5 separate regions of the Mus musculus genome follow, and regions 1, 2, 3 and 5 are each linked to region 4. The links are chromatin contacts, called in public HiChIP or PLAC-seq and promoter capture Hi-C maps. All regions are on one chromosome and are shown on one strand. Each heading gives the region's core, a stretch centred on a gene start, on an enhancer-like site or on the middle of the called end of the contact. The rest is flanking DNA. Distances are from core to core; before and after follow the strand shown. Region 1 overlaps Srbd1 (S1 RNA binding domain 1). Region 2 holds the start of Epas1 (endothelial PAS domain protein 1). Region 3 overlaps Gm30117 (a long non-coding RNA gene). Region 4 holds the start of Lrpprc (leucine-rich PPR-motif containing). Region 5 holds the start of Cox7a2l (cytochrome c oxidase subunit 7A2 like).

Region 1 (4,357 bases), core at 1,312-3,811, 1.2 Mb before region 4:
CAGGGAGATGGTTTGCTTGCTACTCTCTCTGTAGGGAAGCAACAAGGACGTCCTCATCCCAGTGACTCGGTTTCTGTCTTCTAATTAGTAGTACGGCTTTCTTCTTTACATCCACAGACAAGATGAAGACTCCTGTAACATAGGAGTAGTGTCAAGTCATAGGCACGTTTGTGCTGTGACCCAGGTACACATGGCTGCATGGTCACATTGTTAAGGGACCTTTCACATAGAACTGAAGTGGGCATTGAAGGCAGTGAAGACTCGAAGCTGTACATCGTGCACTTTTTATACTGTTTCTACAGCACCTTTATTCTCAACTGAGCCGAACAGGCTTGCTTTGTCTTCTTTTGAAGTGGGAAAGTATCAGTAAGCATTTTTACTTTGAGGATAACCTCAGAAAGTTACATTCAAATGAGAGGTGTTTGACTTGTCGGTCTCTTTGCTTTTTGGGTGAAATGGTTATATTTTAGAACCATGTTAGTTTTATCGTGAACTAAGGCACATACGGGGTTTATGTGTATAAACAGGTCTCGAGAGTGTGGAAATAAGAGGTGATGAATTTGAGCTACAGATGTTTACCTAAAGCTGGCAAATAAGTTTGTTTAAAAATTATTCATTCAAGAAAGGAAATTTCCGTACTTATTCTTAGGTGAGAATAGAAGAACTAAGACTTTGTAGTAGAAACATAGTTTTAAAAAATTATATAATGTTAAGATGACACAAATTTTGTGACTTGGCAAATAGTACTTGTAATGTTTGTGACACTCAACAGACCAGTGACTGTCATGCAAATGCCTTTGTGCAGAATTTGGCTTTGGTCAATTATACCTTTTTTTTTTTTTTTCCGGCCCAGAAGCAGAGTGTAAATAATTATACTCACTCTTAAATTGCTCCCTGAAGTATGGTAAAAGTGAGATTTGCAGACTCTTAATACTTGTTAGAGAAGAATATTGATGTTGTATAAATTGTAACTGTTCAGTGGACTCCTTCCAAATGACATGGAGTGGAAAAGTTAATTTTTACTTAAAGAAACTGCACAACTATTCATTTGCTTTCATGCCATGCTGTTTTTTTTTTTCAAAGACTGAATTTGAATATATTTTTACTTCTCTCAAAAATAATAATTAAATTAAGGCGATAGATAGGACAATAAAATGGCAGTTTGCCAGCACTAAGATTAAGAGACTCTCTAGTCCTGCATCATGGGAGTCATGCTCCCATGGTATCCTGTATAACCTGGATTCTATGCAGATACAATGGAGTAAATCCTGTGATACGTCGACTTTTACTAAGATGCTGAAATCAAACCACAAACAACGCAGACAGGACTGCACTGAAATGCCCAGCTTTTTTTGCTTGCCAAGGCAACCCACCGACCTGTGGTGTAGACCCAGCTCATCTAGATATGCTTTGCTGTCTGTGCAACATCATTTGCGCTTGGTATCATCTTCCATCCAATGTATTAAAACATCTCCAAGAAACTGCATATTTGTGTAAGAAGGGGGGCAGTTTAAAAACTGCCCTCTGATGACTCTGAAGCAAACTAGAGATTTGTTCATTGCATGGGTGAGATGCCACATTTGCTCCCCTAAAGCTGCGTAGCAGAAGAGAGGACCATAACCCTTAGATTCTGCCGTCTCTGCGTTAAACCAGAACTTTTTTTCCTCCATCTATATTAGAAGAGCAAGTTTTGAGTTCTGATTTTTTTTTTTCTCACAAATCAAAATTTCAAAGTAGAATTTCTTCGCAAACTTTACCACTCACATTGAGTTTGTAAATTTTAGGATAAAAGAACACTAGTTAAGAAACTATTTTAAAAATAAAACTAAAAACTTGGATCCTTGTGAACTCTACAGAGCTCTCAAGTGTGATGGTGTCGCCTTTCACCCTCTGCTCGTGTCAGCAGACTAAAGGTGAATCTGTGCGTGGATTCATCTTCTGTGGTAACTACAGAAATGCACTGCTTGCTAATAATGACATTGAGTTTACTTTAACGCCATTGTAGGCTCTGTGTGCTGTAATACAGAAAATAATGAGTAATATGAAATGAAGTAGATTATTCTCTCTAGTAAGGGTGCTTAACTCTGGTGGGGCCACCAAGGAGTTTGGTCATGATTGACAAGCATCTAGTGGAGTCTTTTCTTTTTCTTCCTCTTTCCCCCCCTGTAGCAATGTTGAAGTCAGTCAAAGAATATATACAAAGCTGAGCGAATACCAGTTTCCCCAGTACAGGGGCTATTTTTTCAGGAAGTCTAACTCAAACCAGATGTTTTGCCTAGACCTAGAGTTTGTTGCTGCCAAGTATCTCATCAGAGGTCAGAGTTCTGGGCTCTGGGCCCTGCTAGAATTCTTTCACAAATTGCTATTTGGTGAGGTTTTAATCCTAATGGAAAGAATAATGTGCTTGTAAAATCTGCAGTTATTACAAACACAGTATACATATTGTGAACTTCAAATGACTACATATTTTATTCCCATAAACAGGGACTGCAGATGGATGCCTACTGTGATAGCTTTAGACACTCTGACTAAAGCCTAGTATACAGTTTATGCCACGTTAGCCATTTTCATTTGTATTACCCAGTAAAAGCAATGCCTGTGTTTGGGTGACACTGGGAACGAACTCACACTCTCTACCAGGACCAGTTTTCTTTTTCTTAAAAACAATCTTTGCAACCTCATACAGCTGTTTGAATACACAGGAAGGTCTGTGGAGATGACAGCAGGAAGTGAAAAGTTCCTCGGGTGACACCATCGTGTCAGAATGCAAGTGTCCATGTTCAGAAACATGTCTGTTGGCATCACGTGCATTTGCTCAGATCTCTTTGGAATGGTGGGTGTAATTGAGACTCATTGGGAAAGAAGGAAGATTAGTGATATTTACCAATAGTGTATACTTAATACTGTAAGTATTATTACATGCTGATTTAGGGGCTCTGTTGTTGTACAAGTCCAAGAATAATTCTGAAGTACCTACAATGTGTAAAACCCAAGAATCCTGATTTGGCCAATTGATAAGTTTGTTTGTTAGACTGGACCTACTAAAATTAAATCACTGTTGTAAGTGTGGCCAGTTTGTGTGTGTGTGTGTTGACAATACAGTAGAATATCATATTTGTGGAAAAGAAAATTAAGCTTAAAAAAATTAAGGACAAATTCTAATGTCTCTGAATTATGCCATTTCATTACAAAGCATTTTGGTTCCAACAGTTTATAGTATTTATTTGGAGATGGGATTCTAATTTTCTTTTTGTTTTTAAATGGCACCAGTATAAGGTGTACTAAATATATAAATACAGTGCAAAAAGGTTCTGTAAGTCTTGGAAAGAAATAAAAGCAGTTAACTCCAGGACTCATAATTCTAATAGGACCTAATAGGATGTATACAGGAGGGCAGTGCTTTCTAACTACCAGTCTTGTTTCATGTCTATAAAAGAAAATTAGCATTGATGCCTGCTCTGCTGCACAGACTGGCCATTCAGTTGGCGTTGGGAGGGGTCACCAGCTCTATGAACTGGCTGTCCTAATTGCTGCCAGCAAGTGAGAAAAAAATATTGAAGTATGATACAAAGAGATTTTGTTTGGGAAAATCTGTAATGTATCAATTTATTTAAAATAAAAGGATCTTTCTGGCTTCTCTTCCCCTTCCTACTGTGTACTGACAGCATCTCCCTTCCTCCTTTTCTCCCTCCCTCCCTCCCTCCCTGCATCTCCTGTCTTCCATATGTGTGTGTGTGTGTGTGTGTGTGTGTGTATTTGTGTGTGTGTTTGTGTATGTGTGTGCACTGTGCTATAGATCAAACCAAGGTCTTGAACTAACAAGACATAGACTCTACCACTAGGCTCCCTTTCATATCCTAAATGGTGTTTTCTGGTCATTCTTTTACTCTTTGATGCCTCTGAGCGTGCATGGTCGGCCGCTCTCGCACCTAGCTGTGGCCCATTCAGAACCTTTCAGTCTCGCTGTAGCTAAGCTTCCCTACAGAAGGTCTTTCTTGAAGACAGGTTTAGTATTGCTTTCTAATGTTTTTATTGTCTTTGATATTTCTGAGCAGGAAAATGGTGTGTTTTTATGATCATACGCCTCAGTTTGTAGGTTTTCCTCCTAGACGTCCAAGGAGATACCATTATCAATTTCTGTAAACAAGTAGAAAATAAATGTCAAAACTTAAGCCTCCAATCCATCCTATGTGGCACAATCATTCAAGTATAATTTAAAACACAGTCTGAGACTATGATCACGTAATGAGAAACAAACAATTCCATATTAATGAGAACCCATTTGCCAATAATTCTGTCATTTGTAACTTGAATCAGTCATCACCCCTGCAAATAACCCTCTCAAGACATTATTTGC
Region 2 (4,697 bases), core at 1,582-4,081, 2.0 Mb before region 4:
GGCCACCCAAAGACCTCACTTCCATTTATCTTAATTGTTCTACAAATCCCCACTTGAGAGCATCCACACTTGGCTCTTCCTAGAATCAGGAATCCTGCTGGGTTGATGAGAACTCCAAGAGAGCTTGCTGTGGCTCCCCCAGTCTGCTAACCAGCCAACAAATAAAAGACTGGCTCCTGACTATCATGAAGGAATATATCCACCCACACAAGGATGTTTGGGACTAAAACAAGCCTTCTGGCCTCTGGAAGGGCTGTTTCCAGAAGGAACCATACAAATGCTCAGTTATGCCCTGGAGAAGAACCGGCCCTTGAACCACTAGTGGGTGGTATCACCAATCCGGGAACCCTTGCTGCTCACATTGATTTCCTGAAGCGCTCTGGAAAGCTCTGGGCAGCCATTTAAGGGACATTAACTTTTGATGCCCTGCTTCACAATTTTCAACTACATATTGATGCCCCCAAGAAGTCAGTCAATTTAACCAGAATCTCAAAACCACTATCCTAACAGGCTTTGGAAGTCTGAACCTACACTGAACCTACACTGCTTGCCCTGTTTTTTGGACACACACACACACACACACCCTGCGGGCCTGGCTACCACTGGGGCACTGCACTACAGGCCGAAGATTCCTAGGAGGTTCACAGTCTGTGTCACACTGGTTCTTAAAGTGGCCGCTGTTGTGGATAATTTGTAGTGTCATTATGCAACGTTCTTCTAGGCTCTGACTATACTCCCTGCCAGCCCTCGGCAAAGAGTCTCTGCAAGCTGGGTATGGAAATAGCTTTCCCCACTGATCCCTGACTCTCCCAAGGATTGATAGACCTAAGAGCAAGATGACACTTGACACTGATTACTGTCAGGTCTCATCTCGGACAAACGCGACAGTCACCCATAGACAAGGCAGTAATAAAGTGTTCAATAAGTGCTCCTGGCTACTCTGCTGTCCAACTTCGCGGTTTTGATGGTTTGTGATTACCCTCTGGCTGGTTTTACAGTTTGAGCTAGAATCTTAGTCTTTTTTTTTCTCTCTCTCTCTCTTGCTTCTCCTTCTCTACCCTCAAAGTACACAGAACCTCAGAGTTGTTTGGTGGGCGATAATGGGGAATCTAGAACCGGACTCAATACCTTCCCCCTCTAGAGATCCGCCAGCGCAGGGCGCGGGCGCCGGGCCAGGACGGGTGCGATTCGCTGGAGTTTATCAACTCCTTATCGGTGCCCTGAGGTGGGAGCTGCAGCTTTCGACCAGAGGATACACAGTTCCTGGCTCATGTCCCTAAGTGGAAGCCCAAACAAAAAGCCCGTTTGCTCGGGGCTGGGTCCTCACCGCCAGTCTTTTCCAGTCTGGCCACGGATCTCTGGCAGCTCGCGCCATTCTGCGGTCACGCGTACCATTCCGGACACCCCAGCTAAGTCGCCACGGAGCGCAGTGCTGGAAGCTCTAACCCACGGCACGCACCGATCGAAACAGGAGCAAAGTGCCAGGCGGCCAGCTATAAACTTTTGCAGGCGACGAGAATGTACCCAGGTCTGCGGCGGGGTCACAGTGTGTTCCCACCTCAGCTCCTAGAGCTGGGTGTCAAGTCACCAGATGCGGGGCGGATTGAAGGAGGCTCGAGGGCAGCGCGAGTTGCCCCGAGTTGCCTCTCACCCAGTGCCGAAAGGTTCGCGAGGACAAACCTTCGTGGCTGCCCTTCGTCTTAAGAATCAGACACTCGGAGCCGCCGGGTGTCACGGTCTTCTCTCTGCACACTAGAGCACCTGCCCCCGCAGGGCAATCCAGGTCACTCACTCCCCACTCTCTGCCGGAGTCTAGGTGTAGGGTAAGGTTAAGGGGGTTGAACAAACTTGGGTGCCGTCTGGAGCAGGACCCTTGACAGTGTTCCGGCTTCTCGGTCAGGGCGCACCCCAGAGTTGCGCTTTGCCCTCTGTTCCATGCTAGTTTGGGGCGCAAAGCCCGCATAGGAACGCTCTCGGAAAGACCTAGAGGGTCTTAGGAAAAGAAAGGCGTGTCTACTGCTCCAGCATGGAAACCCTAAGAGTCGAGGGCATCAGCCCAGAAACATTTCAAAACACTCGCTAGGGAAGCTTGGTGCTCCAGGGACGACAGACTTTGGAAGGCGCCGCGGAAGCACCCCTGACCTCCAGGGCCATCTCTCCGTGTCTCAAGGTCTCGGAACTATCCGCTTTGCAACTCTACTGCGACACCGCAGCTCCTTGTCCCTAAAGGCATCACCGACTCGCTTACTCAAAGCCCCTCAACAGCGGTCCTCCAGCCTCCGAGAACTCTCGCACCCCTCTCCCGACTGCCCCGGGTCGCGCCCGCCACGCGCAGTTCCGCCAATGCCTGGGACCAAGTCGGTCGCCAGCTTTGACTCCCGCTTACCTTTTTTTCTCCTTGTCAGCTGTCATTGTCGCCGTGGCCCTCCGAGACCCGGAGCACCTGGGTTCCTTAACCCCGTAGGGGCTGCAGCCGCTCTCTTTGCTGTGGCCCTCCGCAGCTCTCTGTCGCCCGGGCAGGTGTGAAAGGTCTTTAGTGCTCGCAGGTCCGAGAGTCCCGCTCAATCAGGTGGAAGTTTGCAGAGGGCTGGCTAGGTGCGGAGGAGGAGGAGGGAGGAGGGGGGTGACGGGGAGGAACCTGCAGGAGGAGGCGGGGCCGGGGAAAGGAGTGGGAGGAGGTTGTAAGACGCCAAAAGAGAGAGAGAGCAGCGACAAGGGACCTGGAGTTCCGTTTAGCCCCGAACAGGAGTCACTTTTCTGGGATCTGACAAATCAAAACCAACCAACCAAAAAAGAAAAAGAAAAAAAGAAAAAGAAAAAAAGAAAAAAAAATGGCTCGAAGAGAGCAAGTTGGAAAAAAATCCGGGGGCAAGCGAGTGCGGCCGCTGAGATGACCATACAGTCTCAGGACACTGCCGAGGATTGTACGGCCGCCTCAGGAGAGCTGGAGCGGAGCGCTGCGGACTCCGGAGCTGTACACCGGCCGCTCTCGAATGTCCGGCCTCCTCGGCTGTCAGCCCACTTTAAAAACTCGGACGGCCCGCCCGCGGGAGGGCGCGAGGGGCGCGGGAGTGGGACATCGGGCTGGGGGCGGGCCGGGGGCGGGGCTCCAGAGAAGCCCCGCCCCGCACGCTGGCTGCCTGCCCCGACTTCCCACCGTGTCCCGGCCAATAGGGAGGCGCGGCCACAGCCTCTGCCCTGACCCCGTCCCTCCCCTTTCTCTGGAGCTGCGCTCCTCGGGCGCCCGCCTGCCCTTCCTCCTCCTTCCGCAGAACTGCGACTTGTTTTTGAGGTCGCTGGTGGCGAGTAACTATATGGGACTCCAAATGGAAGCGCAGTTAGCGCAGGACTGAGTAATGGCGGGGATCTGCTACCCAAGTTCGGAGTATGCCTTTGCGCCAGTGTCCTTTCAGCCTCACTTTTCCCCTAAGAGCTAGGCTAGGGCAGGAGCGCTGGGTCGGAGATCGCGAGCGCAGCTAGGGCGTGCAGCGAGCGCCCAGCCAACCCCCCCCCCCCCCGCTTCCGGGTGCTGCTATAGTCCCCTAAACCATCCACTTGGCTCCCTTCGGCCGGCGGTAATGATCCCCAGGACCCTGTCGGCTCTTGTTCTTGTCTGCCTTGGAGGTGCGCTCTCTTTGGCCAAACTGACCTTGACTTCTGAGTCCCGAGTGGCAGAAAGTTGTGGGAGAAACTGGGACAAAAATGATCTAGGGTTGCTCCTGCCTGTGTCTTCCTCAACCGGTTTGTGGGTTTTGAGGTGCTCGTGGTAGACTGTTAGGTTTAAGTGTATGCCTGAGAGGAGAGCCTTGGAGCTCCCTCAGGCCTCTGCCCGCTCTCAATACCCCAGTATCACCGTGGGCTCCCCAGAGAGTTCCTGAGTGTGATGTTGGGATGTGTTGATAGCGTGTTCCCAAATCACTGGATGTGCTCTTCCGGGGTTCGAAGGATACAGCCAACTGCAGGACGTGGTGTTATGAAGTCTCCTCTTCCCTAGGCAGTCAGAGGGTTCTTTGGCCTTTCCACCTGTGAGATGCCCACTCCTGCTTTGATCTTAGACACTTTCCCATTTCCTACTTCTGCAGGAAAATCTCCAGAAGGAAGAAGGGCAGCCATGGATTTTTGAAGGCTAGGGAAAGAGCCAACGGGCTCCATAGTTGTGAATTGCGGAGAAAGCACGGTCCCTCAAATTGGGCTGCCCTGGTATCTAAAGTTTGTGCTTCCCGAACTATTCTTAAACACAAGTTTCCTAGTAAAATTATAACCAGAGACTGTGTGTGTGACTGTGTCTTGGGGTGGGGGCGATTTTTAAGTTTGTTTAAGCATGAAGAAGGTGGATACTTTTTGAAAGTCTTGGGGAGGTATCTGAAAGAATGAGTGCTTGAGCACTTGGAAATCAGTTGACACACCTGAGGGTGATTTCAAAGACCAGACCCTTTTCACTCTTGGAGGCTGGTGGATGATTTCCTATGACATTTCTACATCCAGACACCCTGGGTCTTAATAATAAGAAATTCAAATTGGTAGACACAGTAGTAATAAAATATAAACATATTTTGTTTGCTTTATTTTATATATTCTCTTGAGATTGGAATGGAGGGAGGGAGGGAGGGAGGGAGGGAGGGAGGGAGGGAGGGAAAGACCAGACAATAAAAAACCTTAAGCACTTCGACAGCTTCAAGGCCCCAGACATTGTTTTT
Region 3 (4,038 bases), core at 702-3,201, 1.1 Mb before region 4:
ATTAAATGTCCACCATCAGGACTATTTGCTTTCAAGTCTATAATAAGAAAATAGGTCTACATGGTGGTGGTGCACGCCTTCAATCTCAGCACTCAGGAGCAGAGGCAGGTGAATCTCTGAGTTCGAAGCTAGAGCAAGTTCCAGGACAGCCAGAGCTGCACAGAGAAACACTGTCTTGGGGAGAAAAAAAAAAGGATCTAGCAACGTTGTTTTTTGGCTAGAGTCTTGAACAAAGGAAGGTCTGAATGAGGAGAGTTTAGTCTACTGTGTGCACCGAGTCATCAGGGAGACAAAAATAAATCCACTGGAGAGGAAGAAAAGCAATTAAAACAGTCCTTCTCAACAAAGAAGAGGAAAGTATGTATTTACTATGAAACTTTGGGGTTACAAGATGGCTCGGCAGGTAAAACTGCTTGCTTCCCACGCTTGGTATGAATCAAGTCCCTAAAACCATAGTGGGAGCTGACTCCATTTATGCTCTGAAGACTAGGCTGGCCTTGAACTCAGAGATCTGCCTGCCTCTGTCTCCTGTGCTAGACTAAAGGCATGTGCCACCACCGCCTGGCCCATTGCACAGTGCTTAAGGACATGCTCCAAGGGGTCCTCCTGAAGGACAGACTTTCTTCAATAACGTCCACACCTTAATGTCTGTATCACTTTTCAGGAATGCCATCAAAATTTGAAGGCACCAATGGGTTGCTTCCACTGCTAGCTACACTGAGGATCAAGCTTTCAGTGCAGGAGCCTTTGGGGGACACTCACATCTACCCAAAACATAAGAGCGGGTAAGAAGATTGGGCTCAATATGTGTCACAGTGGCCCAGTCTTGGCACCCAATCTCACAAGACTATTTCCTCATCTGTAAAATCAGATTGGAAACAGCAACTATTTCTCACAGTTTTCCAAAAAGCTAGAGCCAGTAGTATGTGTGCAGAGTAGACCAGGAGGCAGAAGACTCAGAAAACAGTTCTGTCTGGTCTAAAAACAGGCTGCTTGCTGAGTTCCTTGCTCTTGGGGGATGAGTCTTTGCTCTTATTCGGCCCTCAGCTGATTAGACAAGGCTACCCCCAGTCCTGGGTTGTATACTTCTTTACTCTGTCTAGAGGTATACATTTTAATGTCATCTGACATCCTGAATGTTAGACCAAATATCTAAGCATTCTACTCAGCCAAGTTGACATATAAAATTAATCATCACAGCTGGTCCCAGGGACAGGCTTGGAGATCTAACTAGTCAGGAAATAATAGAAGTCCTCTACGTTCTGAAAGCTTCTCTCCCACAATGAGGGACTCTGTGGGCTGTGTTTGTACCCCACGGCAAGAGTACTGGTACACTGGGAGCTCAGCAGCCCCTGGATGGATCCTTGTTCTTTCTTCTGTCTGTCTAAGCTGACACTCTCCCTCCTAGTCACCCCCAGGTGCACCCCAGCCAGTCCTCAGGTGAGGGGGTCGGGAGAGGCCCTGGAGTTGCCTGATACTAGATACTTCCTTCCTGCCGGATTAAGGAAGTATTGTCAGCATCGAGTCTGTGTTTACCAAATTAACAAATGGACTTCAAGTCAAACACTAGGCGATTTGTGAGATGGATTTCTCAACAACGTGCCAACTGAGGGGGTCGCTCCCAGGTGCCGGGCTGTTTGCCGCTTCTTGGACTACTGGACTTTGACATCATGTCACTTTAAGGTGCTCTTCGTGGAAAGCTGTGACCCTGCCATTCCTTAGGCAGGGCGGAGAGCCTCCACGCAGGTGTTCCGAGGTCAGCTGGAGTCCGGCTTTGCTTTGGGGCCAGCTGCTTTCTTCTGGTCCCAACAGACACAAAGATTCTTGGTCAGTGGCTCCAGAATGGAAAATAAAGTGTGTTGAAACACTTGCTCCCCACTAGGCATCTCCATCATGGGTAGAGCAGGGCCTCCAGCCAGACACTGGCTCTCTGCTAACTGTGGCAAAGACAGCAGAGACAGCAGGGCCCCAGCGCCTGGACCTGCTGTCCGTAGATGCGTGTTTGCATCCTGTCCATGCCTGGGAAGCCACTGCTTCTTTGCCTTGGTACTTAGAGCGTGTCTCAGGATCTGTGGCTGCTCCACTACAGGGGCACATGGTCTTCATACCTCTCATGGGAGAGACCCCCAGGGAACACAACGCTTAGCATGCGTACCTTTATGCAGTCGAGGGATGACTGTCTCTTGTAGACCTGTCTTCTGGCCTGCATTTTGTGGCCCACTGTTTGTTAAATGCTATTTACTTTGGAAAGGCATTAAGAGGAAAGAAAACAGTGCCCCAGCACCTTCCCCTGAGCCCCTCTGCAGTAATCGTCTGAAATGTAAAAACTTCACTCGAACCTTTTCCTTTCCTTGGCTCGCTGGACAGCAAAAGAGCTGGTTTAACTGAATTGCCCAGTTGTTTGATGACTCAATCAGTCAGCAAATATTTGTTTTGTGAAGCCTCTGAGTAAAGCGCTCAGTGTTTGATTAAATTGTTTGATGAAACAGAACAAATAGACGTGTCTTTTGGGCCCCTTGTAGACACCGGCTTTGCTCGAGATGTGCGCCACTAATTACCCTCCCACACTAATTACAGATCTGAGTCAAACCCAGCTCTTTCCCTTGAACCCAAAGCTAACCCTGGAAATCTGGTAATGCAATTACTGAGCTTGTTTCAACATGTTGGGGAGAGGGCAAGAGGGGAGAGAGAGAAAAAAGAGAGAATGTGAATTTGCCCCATTTATGAACCCCACAATGAGTGAGGGTTACAAAAAAAAAGGCTCTAGACCCAGGGAATAATACAAGCAGGCCTGTAGAGCTCAGCATGGTCTGGTGTCTGAGATCTGGCTTTGAAAAGAAGCCGGAACCCGCTTTCTTAAGTGGCCTTTAATGTGTTCCTGTGGGCTTAGGGTTTTTATTAGCTTAGTTTTTAATTGATGTCACAACTCAAAGTCAGGAGCATATTTTAAGAAGGAGCAAAGAATGAAAACACTCGGGAAACACACGAAACAACCCAAACTCTAAACCACAACAGTGAAAAACCGTGTCTTGCTTTTACACATCATCTCAGTGTTAGGCATTTGATCTGTCAGATATGCTTGTCATACCCACATAGTTTATAATCCAATATGTTCAGGCAAGAATTTTGGCACAACCTGCCAAGAGCGATCCTGAACTTTCCTTGACACTTTAAAGAGCACGTAATGTGTTGAGGGGTGTGAGGAATGACTGATTTGGTGGGAAGCCTTAACCCTTTCATCTAGGTCTAAGACTCTTTTGCAGATAGACCTTGCTGGAAAACAGAGTCCAGGGAGGACCTGCCACAGGTGCTGGTGACAACCAGGAGTGAGTGCTGACAGATACAGTATCCACCACGGCCCTCAAATGCTTGTGTGTCACTAGGGCTCTGAACTAGAATGTCCTTCGAAGAAGACTTCATGGGAAGATGGCATCCTATTCATTTTTGCCTTGGGATTCCACAGGACTGTTTGGATGACCTAACCCAAGTTTCAAGTTTGCATGTTGAAATCACTTGGAATGCTTAAGAAAATAAGAGAAAACAACAACAATAACAACAACAACAACAACAACAACAAAACCGGTCTATGAAAATCAATGTTGAGTCTGACCTACTACTAACCAACTAGAGTCCCTGCAGCATCCCTCAATGATGAGACTGCATTCCCTGGTGATTCTCACGGACAGATGACTACAGTTCTGCTTCTCATTATATAGATGAGGAAGCTGCGGCCTGTCTTTAGAGGAGACTGACAGTGTCTGGACATAACTCTAAACCAAACACCTATGGATTTGTTTGAATGCCTACAGAGTGCTCAGCCCTTCCCTGCTTGTAAGAAGAGCTTGCCGTTAATAAGCATCCAGCCTCAGAGGTGTGGTCAGGAAGAACTAATGGCTAAAGTAGTCACCGATGTGCAGGCAGGAGCTAAGCTTCATAACATGAGTGCTAATCACAGGAGAGATGCAAACACTGACGGATAGAGGAAAGCATTGCTGGAGTTGGCATTAGAGAAGAGGCCAGTGTCAGCAGGAAGAGAGG
Region 4 (4,516 bases), core at 1,558-4,057:
TCTAACACTAGGGGAGTGGGAGGGAGGATGGGAGCCTCTGGCGGGGAACGCAGAGGCAAACTGTTTGTACAACACTGAAGTCTCTCTAGTATCAGTAATTCGGGGGTTACAACATGGCCTTGTTGGAGTAGGTGTGGGCTTAAGACCCTCATCCTAGCTGCCTGGAAATCAGTTTTCCACTAGCAGCCTTCAGTCTTCAGATGAAGATGTAGAACTCTCAGCTTTGCCTGCAGTATGCCGCCTGAATCCTGCCATGCTCCCACCTTGATGATAATGGACTGAACCTCTGAACCTGTAAGCCAGCCCCAAATATATGTTTTCCTTTATAAGACTTGCCTTGGTCATGGTGTCTCTTCACCATGCAGTAAAACCCTCACTAAGACTCTTCACATTCCCGCCTGCCACTATGATGTTCTGCTCAAATGAGGCAGGCAAAGGAAACATCGACCAAGACCTCTGAAAATGTGAACAAAAATAGACCTCTCCTCCTTGGAAGCTGTTCACTGGGCCACTGTGTCACAGTTACAAGTAGCTAACACAGGCTGGTGTGGCGATGGGGTGTCGGCTGGCAGGTTACTTTGCTGGTTGTTGTGGTAGAATACCTGAAAGGAACAGTGAAAGGGAGGAAGGAGCTGTTTCAGCTCATGCTTTGAGAAGGAATAGAATCATGGAGGGAGGCCTGGCTGCATCACATTGCATCTCTAGCTGGAAGAGAGAGATGAGCTACTGGGGCTGCACTTGCTTTGTCTTTTTATCCACTCTGGGACTCCAGCCCATGGAACGCGCGCGCGCACACACACACACACACACACACACACACACACACACACCACACTCATAACACACACACACACCCTACACTCATAACACACACACCCCACATACATACCCCACACATAAACCCCACACTCACACACACATACCACACACAAACCTCACACTCACATACACACACCACACTCATAACACACACACACACATGCACTCAAACACACACACACACCACACTCATAACACACACACCCCACATACATACCCCACACATAAACCCCACACTCACACACACATACCACACACAAACCTCACACTCACATACACACACCACACTCATAACACACACACACCCACACACACACACATTCACAGACATACTCAGGGTGGGTTTCTCACCTAAAACCCTAACACCAAGGAGGCTTCCCAAAAGCCCGTCCCCAAGGCGACTGATTCTGAGTTCCATCATGCTGACAATTAAGAGCACACTTCACAACCGAGGAGTAGAGTTTTAGGAGTAAACCCTTAGAAAGTCCATCATCATAATTACTTCCACCAACCTCGTTTCACATTTGCATCCAGAGCCCTAGCCTTCCTTGGGTGTGGCAAATGCCTGGACTCTCTGCATTCTGCTGGTAGGTTCGTTTCCCAGCAACCACCACAGCAGCTTGTATCTGTCTCTAACTGCACTCCCAGGACATCTGAAGCCCTCTCCTGACCTTCAAGGGCACCAGGCACACTTGTGGTTACACACATACATGCAGGCAAAACACTCATACACATAATAAAATAAATATATTTTTTTAAAAAAGCAAATGATTTTGCGTCACACCTACACTCAGTGGGACCCAGTGGTGTCATTCACATTCAGGGTGGGTCTTGCCACTTCAACTAATCCAATGTAAAAACTCCCTCACTGGCTTAAAGTCTGGTTTCCAAGGTGATAGTAAATCCTATCAAGATTAATCACCACAGACCGTAACCTACCTTAATCTTTTATTTATATCACAATTCTTATGTTTCTTTAGATGTACGGAATTTTGTCTAAATTGAGATCCCCCCCCCCATGTTGTATTCCCAGCATTCCAAATAGTGCCTGACACAAAATATGTGCTCAATAAATAGTACTAATGCTGAATGAGAGAATGAATTATATTCTATCATAGTGCTCTATAGTAACTCAGAGTAACTTCATCTTGCAGGGCGGTATTAGCTTCTCCAAAAGAAAGCTAAGCCAAGTTAACTCTGAACGTATATCCATTCAATAAATGCTCAAAGCACGAAGTGTCTTCAACTGATCACGAGCTTCCGCCATAAAAGAGGCTGCATTCTCATTCTGGGCACTCTGAAGTTTGTTGGCTAGCAGAAGAAACAGCCACATGGGAAAACTTGCAGAGGGAGAATTTGACTGTTCACTTGGTAGCAGTCAAGGAATAACTAAGTAGAGTGGAAACCTGTTCCCGGGTTCACACGAGTGCACAGGGAACCCTTTCAGTATGCGAGCTCTGTGAGGGCAAGAACTTGTTTTCCTAGCTCCAGACCTATCCTCAGACAATTGCACCACTCACTACCTTAGTTGCTTAGTGCATTAACTGGAAGGAGCGGGGCACTGAGAAAAAGAAACTTCAACCTTGACATTTAAAATTATACGACCTTTATTAGAATCCATTGATTTCATGAAGCGAGGCACTTAGGATGAGTTCTGTATATTTATCTACCCCATCCCCAGTCACACAAATAGCATGTAGCTAACCTGGAGGTCCACAGCCTCCCAGTTCTCTTCGTCAAGCTTTTCTCTGGCCGCCGTTTCTGAGAGCTACGGCAGGAACTACGTCACTGAGCAGCTAGGGCAGCGGCTCGGTAGCAACCGAGGCGCAAGGCTGGAACGTCGTAGGCACCCCGGGATCTGCACGGTCGGCCCTTCCCAGCAACCCTCGGTGTCGCTCCTAGTTGGCCCCCCACAAGCCCTTGCGCGCGCATGGGCGGAGCCGACCTCTAGTGGGCTCTACCAACTTCAAAGTGGAGGGGTGTTGTCGCCAGGCTCGCTGAGAGCCGGGGCGCTGGACAAGGGAACAGGGACACTGTGAACGGAAGACAAAAAACAATGTATAGTAAAACAGAAGGCGGATCCAGGGTATCCCGCGAACTCGGCTTGCCTCTCCCGTGAGCCTTGGCGGGGATCTGCCTCCTCCTCCGCTGGACGCCCTCGGTCCTTAGTTTGTCCCACTAGGGGCGACCGGGTCGTCACGTGCTCCTCCAGGTCCTCTGCAGGAGCGTGCATCCTATCCTGCCTTGGGTACGCTGAGCCATGGCAGCCCTGCTGAGACCCGCGCGTTGGCTGCTCGGGGCCGCGGCGGCCCCGCGCCTCCCGCTGTCCCTGCGCCTCCCTGCGGGCGTCCCGGGCCGGCTGTCCTCCGTCGTCCGGGTCGCGGCTGTTGGTAGCCGGCCGGCTGCAGGGTGAGTACCGGACCCTTCCTCCTGACTGGCTGCGGTGGACGGGCTGGTGTCCTGCTCGTTTGCTCCAATTCCGTGGTCCCGGCTTCTCAGGCATGAGGCCACCCCCTCCCCCATGCTTTGCCAGTGGTTTGGGGTGACAAGGTTGAGAGTCTTGAGAAGGTCATGGTCGAGGGCATGGCTGGCTTCCGGCTTGCTGCTTGAGGTCTCTGCCTGCTCTAGCTTTGGAAAGGCCCGTGAAGCTCAATGGCTTTGGGGGAGTGGATGGGGCTGAGGTGGGGACAGGCGTTGTGCCTTTCCTTAGGAGTACCCTTCCTGGGTGCTCTCGCACGCTGGTGACCAGTAACCTGCTAGTCTGTAGTCTTACGAGGCTTTGGTTTTTCATTTTCTTTTTCTTGGGATTGGGGTTTGAAGTTCTAGTGATCTAGGGATAGTTTAGAACTTGACATTTGATCATGGCCAGTTCGGGTTTTTGCTTGCGTTGTGCTGAGTGGAATTTTCCTTCAGTATTTACACAGATGTCATGGGTTGGAGATTGTCACACTAGAATGGATTAAAGGACGCGTGCAAGGTGCTCTGTTGGGATCTATGTACCTACTGCAAAAACAAGTTAAGTTCCTAGTTAGTGTCATGTATTTTTGTGAGTATATGCCTTTCTGGATTGAGGTTATAGGGAAACAAGTATGTTCACTTAAAGAACATAGATATTCTTGACAACTGATAAAGGAAGGTTGGGTGCTTAGGTTTTAGTACCGGAAAGAAATTGACAGTTGTACACCCCACACTAGAACTTTGGGGTCTAGCAAACAGACTTAGGAAGTATGATCTGGAGTGGGGAGCCATGGACTGAGGGTGCTTTGGCTTATTTGCATTAGGCTATTGGACAAATCACTCAGCAGCCCAGGCCTTAAGTTTCTTTAGGTACACAGGTGGACACCGTATAAGGTTAGGACTATTTCATGAGATACAGGGCTTGATGTATATTATAATAACACTGTAATAGAAGTAACTGTCTTCACGGGCCAGCCCGGCACGGCGTATAACTAGATAGATGAAGGAAATGCTTCATGATGTCTGAACAACTTGGTTGTCTTTGGAGAGATGCTTATTTGTAAGTTAGGGTCTTGCCTCTATTTTTGTGGTAGGCTTGAACAGTGAAATCATGCCCTAACTTTCATGTCTTCTGAGACAGCAGTGCTGGTTCCTTTAGCTTTCCTCTAGTGACTAGAATCTAGTCCTTCACCCGAGGCCCCTCGGGGCCAGGGCTAGTGCTGCTACAGTGCAGGCATTG
Region 5 (4,719 bases), core at 2,219-4,718, 1.3 Mb after region 4:
GATCAGCCACTCCATGTGACATCCCAACCCACACTCTGCTACTGACATTTTATCTCCCACTGAACAGCCCGGCTGGTGTAACATTTTCAGGATTCTTAATTTATGTCTTGCAGGATCTAAAATCAGAAGGCAGGGATTTTAAGAAAATAAGCAGTGTTGACAGGCACCTTTATACTTCAAGTAGCTGCCACACCTGGATGCCGCTAGACACTGGGCAGCACTCTCTCCTACCTCTTCCAAAATATGCCTGGAAGACAGGATGAAGATGGGAGCTGTCCTAAGCCGTTCACTTTTCTTATTCCGTATAAACCTAGGAAAAACCTTTCCTTACAACCAGTATATGTTAGCAAGTTGTTGCTGCCTCCTCCTCTCCCTCCTCTTCCTCCTCCTCCTTTTCCCCTCCCCCTCCCCTCCTCCTTCTCCTCCTCTTCCTCTCCCTTCTCCTCCTCTTCTTCTTGGTTCTCAACCTGTGGACCTGTGGGTTGCCTGGGGGGGAGGTCGCATATCAGATACCCTGCATATCAGGTATTTACATTTCAATTCATAACAGTAGCAAAATTACAGTTATGAAGTAGCAATGAAATTAATTTTGTGGTTGGGGGTCACCACAGCACGAGGAACTGTACTAAAGGGTCACAGCATTAGGGAGGTTGAGAACCACTGACTTAGAATAACTGAGATCTAAGTAACCATGCTGTCTTAGTTAGGGTTTTACTTCTGTAAACAGATACCATAATCAAGGCAACTCTTATAAGGACAATATTTAATTGGGTCTGGCTTACAGGTTCAGAGGTTTAGTCCATTATCATCAAGGTGGGGGCATGGCAGCATCCAGGCAGGCATGGTGCAGGAGGAGCTTAGAGTTCTACGTCTTCATCTGAAGACTGCTAGTGGAAAACTCACTTTCAGGCAACTAGGATGAGGGTCTTAAAGCCCACATCCACAGTGACACACCTACTCCAACAAGGCCACACCTCCTAATAGTGCCCCTCTCTAGCCCAAGCATAGACACACTGTCACACAAGTTAATTGATCTTCTTGTCTATAGCCAAGTTCTGTTGAGACCCGAAAGGACAAAGCAGCTTAGGTCATGAACTTTACATAAGCTTTATAGTCTCCTGAATGGTTGAGTCTCTGATCGTGAGTAAAGGAGACGGGGTAACGATGGCTACCCCTCCATTGAAGAGGGAATGAGGTTTCACAAAGGGCCATCATCAGGCTTAAATCATTCAGCTGCAGAGAAACTAGAACTCAAACAGAAATTGTGATTTTTTTAAATTTCTTTTCTTTGTGTTACATCATACCATGCCTTTGTAAAGGTATCACCCTGGCTAGACTTATGTCAACTTGACACACAAACTAGTGTTATCTGAAAGGAGGGAACCTCAATTGAGAAAATGCCTTCATAAACTCTGGCTGTAGGGCATTTTCTTAACTAGTGATTGATGTGGGAAGACCCAGCCCATTATGGGTGGTGCCATCCCTGGGCTGTTGGTCTTGTGTTCTATAAGAAAGCAGGCTGAGCAGGCCAGAGAAAGCAAGCCTGTAAGATCTGCCCCTTCATGGCCTCTGCATCAGCTTTGGCCTCCAGGTTCCTGCCCTACTTGACTCCCTGTCTTGACTTCCTTTGGTGATGAACGGCAATGTGGAAGTGTAGGCTGCATAAACCCTTTCCTCCTCAATTTGCTTTTTGGTCATGGTGTTGGTTGCAGCAACTAAGCCTGGGTGGACAGTAAGGTTGGATTACTCATCATTAGAAGCTGCTGGAATCTTTGCTGTTCAGGGTATTTGAGGTGCTGAAGACAAAGGCAGGATGCTAATTCACACCCTTGCTCTAGAGTGCTCAGCCTTGAGTCTTTTCTTCTTATTCTTTAAAGATTTATTTACTTATTATATGTAAGTACACTGTATCTGTCTTCAGATCCTCCAGAAGAGGGTGTCAATCCCATTCTGGACGGTTGTGAGCCACCATGTGGCTGCTGGGATTTGAACTCAGGACCTTTGGAAGAGCAGTCAGTGCTCTTAAAACCGCTGAGCTCTCTCTCCAGCCCTGGATTTATATCTATTTATCTGTACTCTTGAGCCTGGTGCCTGACTCTGCCACTAATTGCTGTCCTCAGCAAGTCGCTCCGTTCTTCTGTGCTGTAAAATAGAGATGGTCATAGTACCAATTCTCGGGTTGTGGGGGTTCAATGCATTTAGAGAAAATACTATGTTAAGCTTGGCATCATCAGCTATTCATTACCAACTTACATTTAAAATATAGTATGCATAAATCTATAATGTGTGTGCAAAAACCTCTGGTTAAATGATAGGACTAAAAACTTGTTCCTGGAGGTTAGGAAGCCGGCACACTCTGTTTATGCAGTATTCGACTCAGAGTGGAAGCTTAAGTCACACTGCATGGTGCGGCAGAGTATAACCATAACCAGGAAGCTGTAACTGCGCATCATTCAAGCAGAAGGTAGAGATTTCACAAGTGTTCCCAGTCACCTCCCCTGCATACGTTTATCTCAAAGAACAGGGCCTAGGAAGAGATGAGCAACCAAATGAATGCTGACAAAATCTCACTCTCAAAAGCGCAAGATGCACACACAGGTGCTTTAAGTTTACGTCTACACAAAGCCTATAGATTCTTCCCTCTTCTTCTCCCCTCTCTCTCTTTCCTTCTCCCCTCTTTCCTTCCCTCTTCTTCCCTCTTTTCTCCCTTCCCTCTCTTTCCTTTCTTCCCTCTCTCCCCTTCCTCTTTCTTTTCTCTCCTCCTTCCCTCTTTTCTTCCCTCTTTCCTCTCTCTCCCTCACCTCTTTTTCCTCTTCCCCTCTACCCCTTCTTTCCTTTCTTCCTCTCACCATCTCCCTCCTTGATCTCTCTTCTCTTTTCTCCCCTTTCCTCTTCTCTCTCCTATCTCCTTCTCTCCCACTCTCTTTCCTTTCCTGTCACTTTTCCCGGCATTGAGACAGGATTTTGCTTACAGGCGATGCACTCACGGCTCCAAAGAGCTGTTCTTGTCATAACTGAGGTGAAATTCCTAACAACCCTTGGTACATTAAGACCCCTCAACAGATACTAATAACCCTGAAATGGGGCGGGACCTGGGCCTGACGAGACCCCACCCACGTCCTGGGCCCGCCCCCGCTCTAGGCCCCGCCCAGAACTCGCTCTGACCGACTGTGTCGCTCTCAGCCGCCCTCTTTGTCCACAGGACGCTTGCGCACCTGTCAAGGCGCCTTGGCACTGCCCACATCCAAGTGAGTGGTACAGAGAAGCCTGAGTTTTCGGGAAGCCTGAACACAGCCTCTTTCCATGTCTTTTAGAGTTTGTTTTCGTTTCTAGGTCTTGAGAAAGCGCGGTTTTTTCCCCCCGACGTTGCGTAGGAGGCTATGTTTTAAGTCAGGCGTTCTCTAGACAGTCCGCATTTTGGATTAAGGTCCTTGCGCTGAGCTTTGGGCGGGCCTAAGGGGAAGCCGGGTCCTTTTCTAGGGCGGTCGCACAGGCAGCGGCGGTGCGAAGCGGGCCTCCGCCAACATGTACTACAAGTTTAGCAGTTTCACGCAGAAGTTGGCTGGAGCTTGGGCTTCGGAAGCCTACACCCCGCAGGTACACTTTTGCCGCGTCGCCTTGGGCCGGAGAACAGCAGCCCGAGGCAGGCAGTTGCGAGGTTCGAGCCGTGAAGGGTTTCTGCCGGCCGACCGGTCCGGCTTGCTGGTGTCCCCTGGTGTCCTTAACCACGCAGGCTTGGAGCGGTCGCCGAGGTTTCTGGGTGTGTGCTGCACCCTAGGCGAGGTTTGCATGGCACTGAACTCAGGTCTGATACCTTGCGGGGGTCAAGGTGACCCCTGGGGTGGTTGCTTGTTTAAGGTGGATTTCCCGTAGAATCTGTGAAGGATTGCAGAAGGTGACATAACTGTGTTTGGGTTTCTGCTCTCTCTGGTTGAGGTGGCCTTTGTGACTTCCTCTTGTTACTGGCCCTGTCACAGCCCAGAAAGCAGCTTTACCCAGCTACCAAATGGAAGACTGGGAGGGCGGATTTGAGAAGCTCGCTCATAAGGCATGGGAATATATATATGTGTATACATACATACATACATACATACTGGGGAAAGCATCGGAAGTGACACCCAACGAGGTTTATGCTTTTGCTAGTTTTAAAGTGGCAGACGGTGACCGTTGACTACTGGGCAATCTGACATTATCCAGGTTCCAGTTAGATCCTATCAATGGCGTTCCCATCTCCAATCTCAGTGTTGTGAAAATGTGGTATTTTAGAGTTCCACTTAATACTGGGTTAGTACTGAATTTAGCAGCCTTAATCTAGTGACCTTGACTGCCCCTTCTAATTCGGGGCAGCATTAACTTGGGTTAAATGTGATGTGTCGAGTGAGCAGATTTTCTGGCAGATGGTTGGTGCTGGATAAATGCTATATATTCTCCTGAACTGAATCACTGCTCAGCATAGTTCGAGAAGCCTTGGTGGGACACGAAGCTGAAAAACCTTGAATAGTAAGTGACCTGTATGGGCTGTAAAAGAGATTGTCATTACTGCCTCTTTTCTACCCCTATGGGACACTCCATCTTAAGGGACAGTGTTTAAGTATGATTTCATTACAAGAGTAGATGTGCTTTCAGGAGAGAGGAGGCCAAGAAGGGTCGTATGGGAGGTTGAGGAGGAAAAGTCTCAAGAGTGTTTAGGTGTTCAGTGTCTAGTGCTGTGTTGTGTCT

Evidence for each region. Promoter capture Hi-C pulls out the DNA fragments that hold promoters and counts their contacts. HiChIP or PLAC-seq counts read pairs in DNA pulled down with a chosen protein or histone mark.
Region 1: a contact with region 4 is called in an H3K4me3 HiChIP or PLAC-seq map of stem cell-derived neural progenitor cells, with 8 times the contacts expected there. The contact joins the enhancer-like site here to the promoter of Lrpprc in region 4. A contact is called at or near these places in 6 of 39 promoter capture datasets (the 3T3-L1 cell line, the C10 cell line, the HPC-7 cell line and 3 more) and 5 of 115 datasets of contacts at active chromatin or transcription factors (astrocytes, embryonic stem cells, extraembryonic endoderm stem cells and 1 more).
Region 2: a promoter capture Hi-C map of pre-B cells shows a contact between it and region 4. The contact joins the promoter of Epas1 here to the promoter of Lrpprc in region 4. A contact is called at or near these places in 3 of 39 promoter capture datasets (embryonic stem cells, liver and pre-B cells) and 1 of 115 datasets of contacts at active chromatin or transcription factors (large pre-B cells).
Region 3: a promoter capture Hi-C map of liver shows a contact between it and region 4, with 3 times the contacts expected there. The contact joins the enhancer-like site here to the promoter of Lrpprc in region 4. A contact is called at or near these places in 3 of 39 promoter capture datasets (hippocampal neurons and liver) and 2 of 115 datasets of contacts at active chromatin or transcription factors (astrocytes and large pre-B cells).
Region 5: a promoter capture Hi-C map of liver shows a contact between it and region 4, with 4 times the contacts expected there. The contact joins the promoter of Cox7a2l here to the promoter of Lrpprc in region 4. A contact is called at or near these places in 3 of 39 promoter capture datasets (liver, neutrophils and pre-B cells) and 1 of 484 Hi-C or Micro-C datasets (pre-B cells).

What each region holds. Positions count from the first base shown.
Region 1 is chr17:86,030,450-86,034,806 of GRCm38.p6, reverse strand. The region is part of intron 16 of Srbd1 (S1 RNA binding domain 1); the gene reads left to right. Among named protein-coding and RNA genes, the nearest start is that of Gm30117, 100 kb to the right of the region's middle. Within about 2 kb of position 2,561, at least 24 of the 459 cell types and tissues checked have an H3K27ac peak or open chromatin away from gene starts, as enhancers often do. A contact at or near this core is called in the HPC-7 cell line, where this site is marked.
Region 2 is chr17:86,751,998-86,756,694 of GRCm38.p6, reverse strand. Epas1 (endothelial PAS domain protein 1) reads right to left here and starts at 2,831. Exons shown (of 16, transcript NM_010137.3): 1 at 2,387-2,831. The coding sequence starts at 2,412.
Region 3 is chr17:85,880,339-85,884,376 of GRCm38.p6, reverse strand. The region is part of intron 4 of Gm30117 (a long non-coding RNA gene); the gene reads left to right. Among named protein-coding and RNA genes, the nearest start is that of Gm30117, 46 kb to the left of the region's middle. Within about 2 kb of position 1,951, at least 17 of the 459 cell types and tissues checked have an H3K27ac peak or open chromatin away from gene starts, as enhancers often do. A contact at or near this core is called in liver, where this site is marked.
Region 4 is chr17:84,789,077-84,793,592 of GRCm38.p6, reverse strand. It overlaps Lrpprc (leucine-rich PPR-motif containing), which reads left to right and starts at 2,807. Exons shown (of 38, transcript NM_028233.2): 1 at 2,807-3,228. The coding sequence starts at 3,080.
Region 5 is chr17:83,513,082-83,517,800 of GRCm38.p6, reverse strand. It overlaps Cox7a2l (cytochrome c oxidase subunit 7A2 like), which reads left to right and starts at 3,468. Exons shown (of 3, transcript NM_009187.3): 1 at 3,468-3,597. The coding sequence starts at 3,526.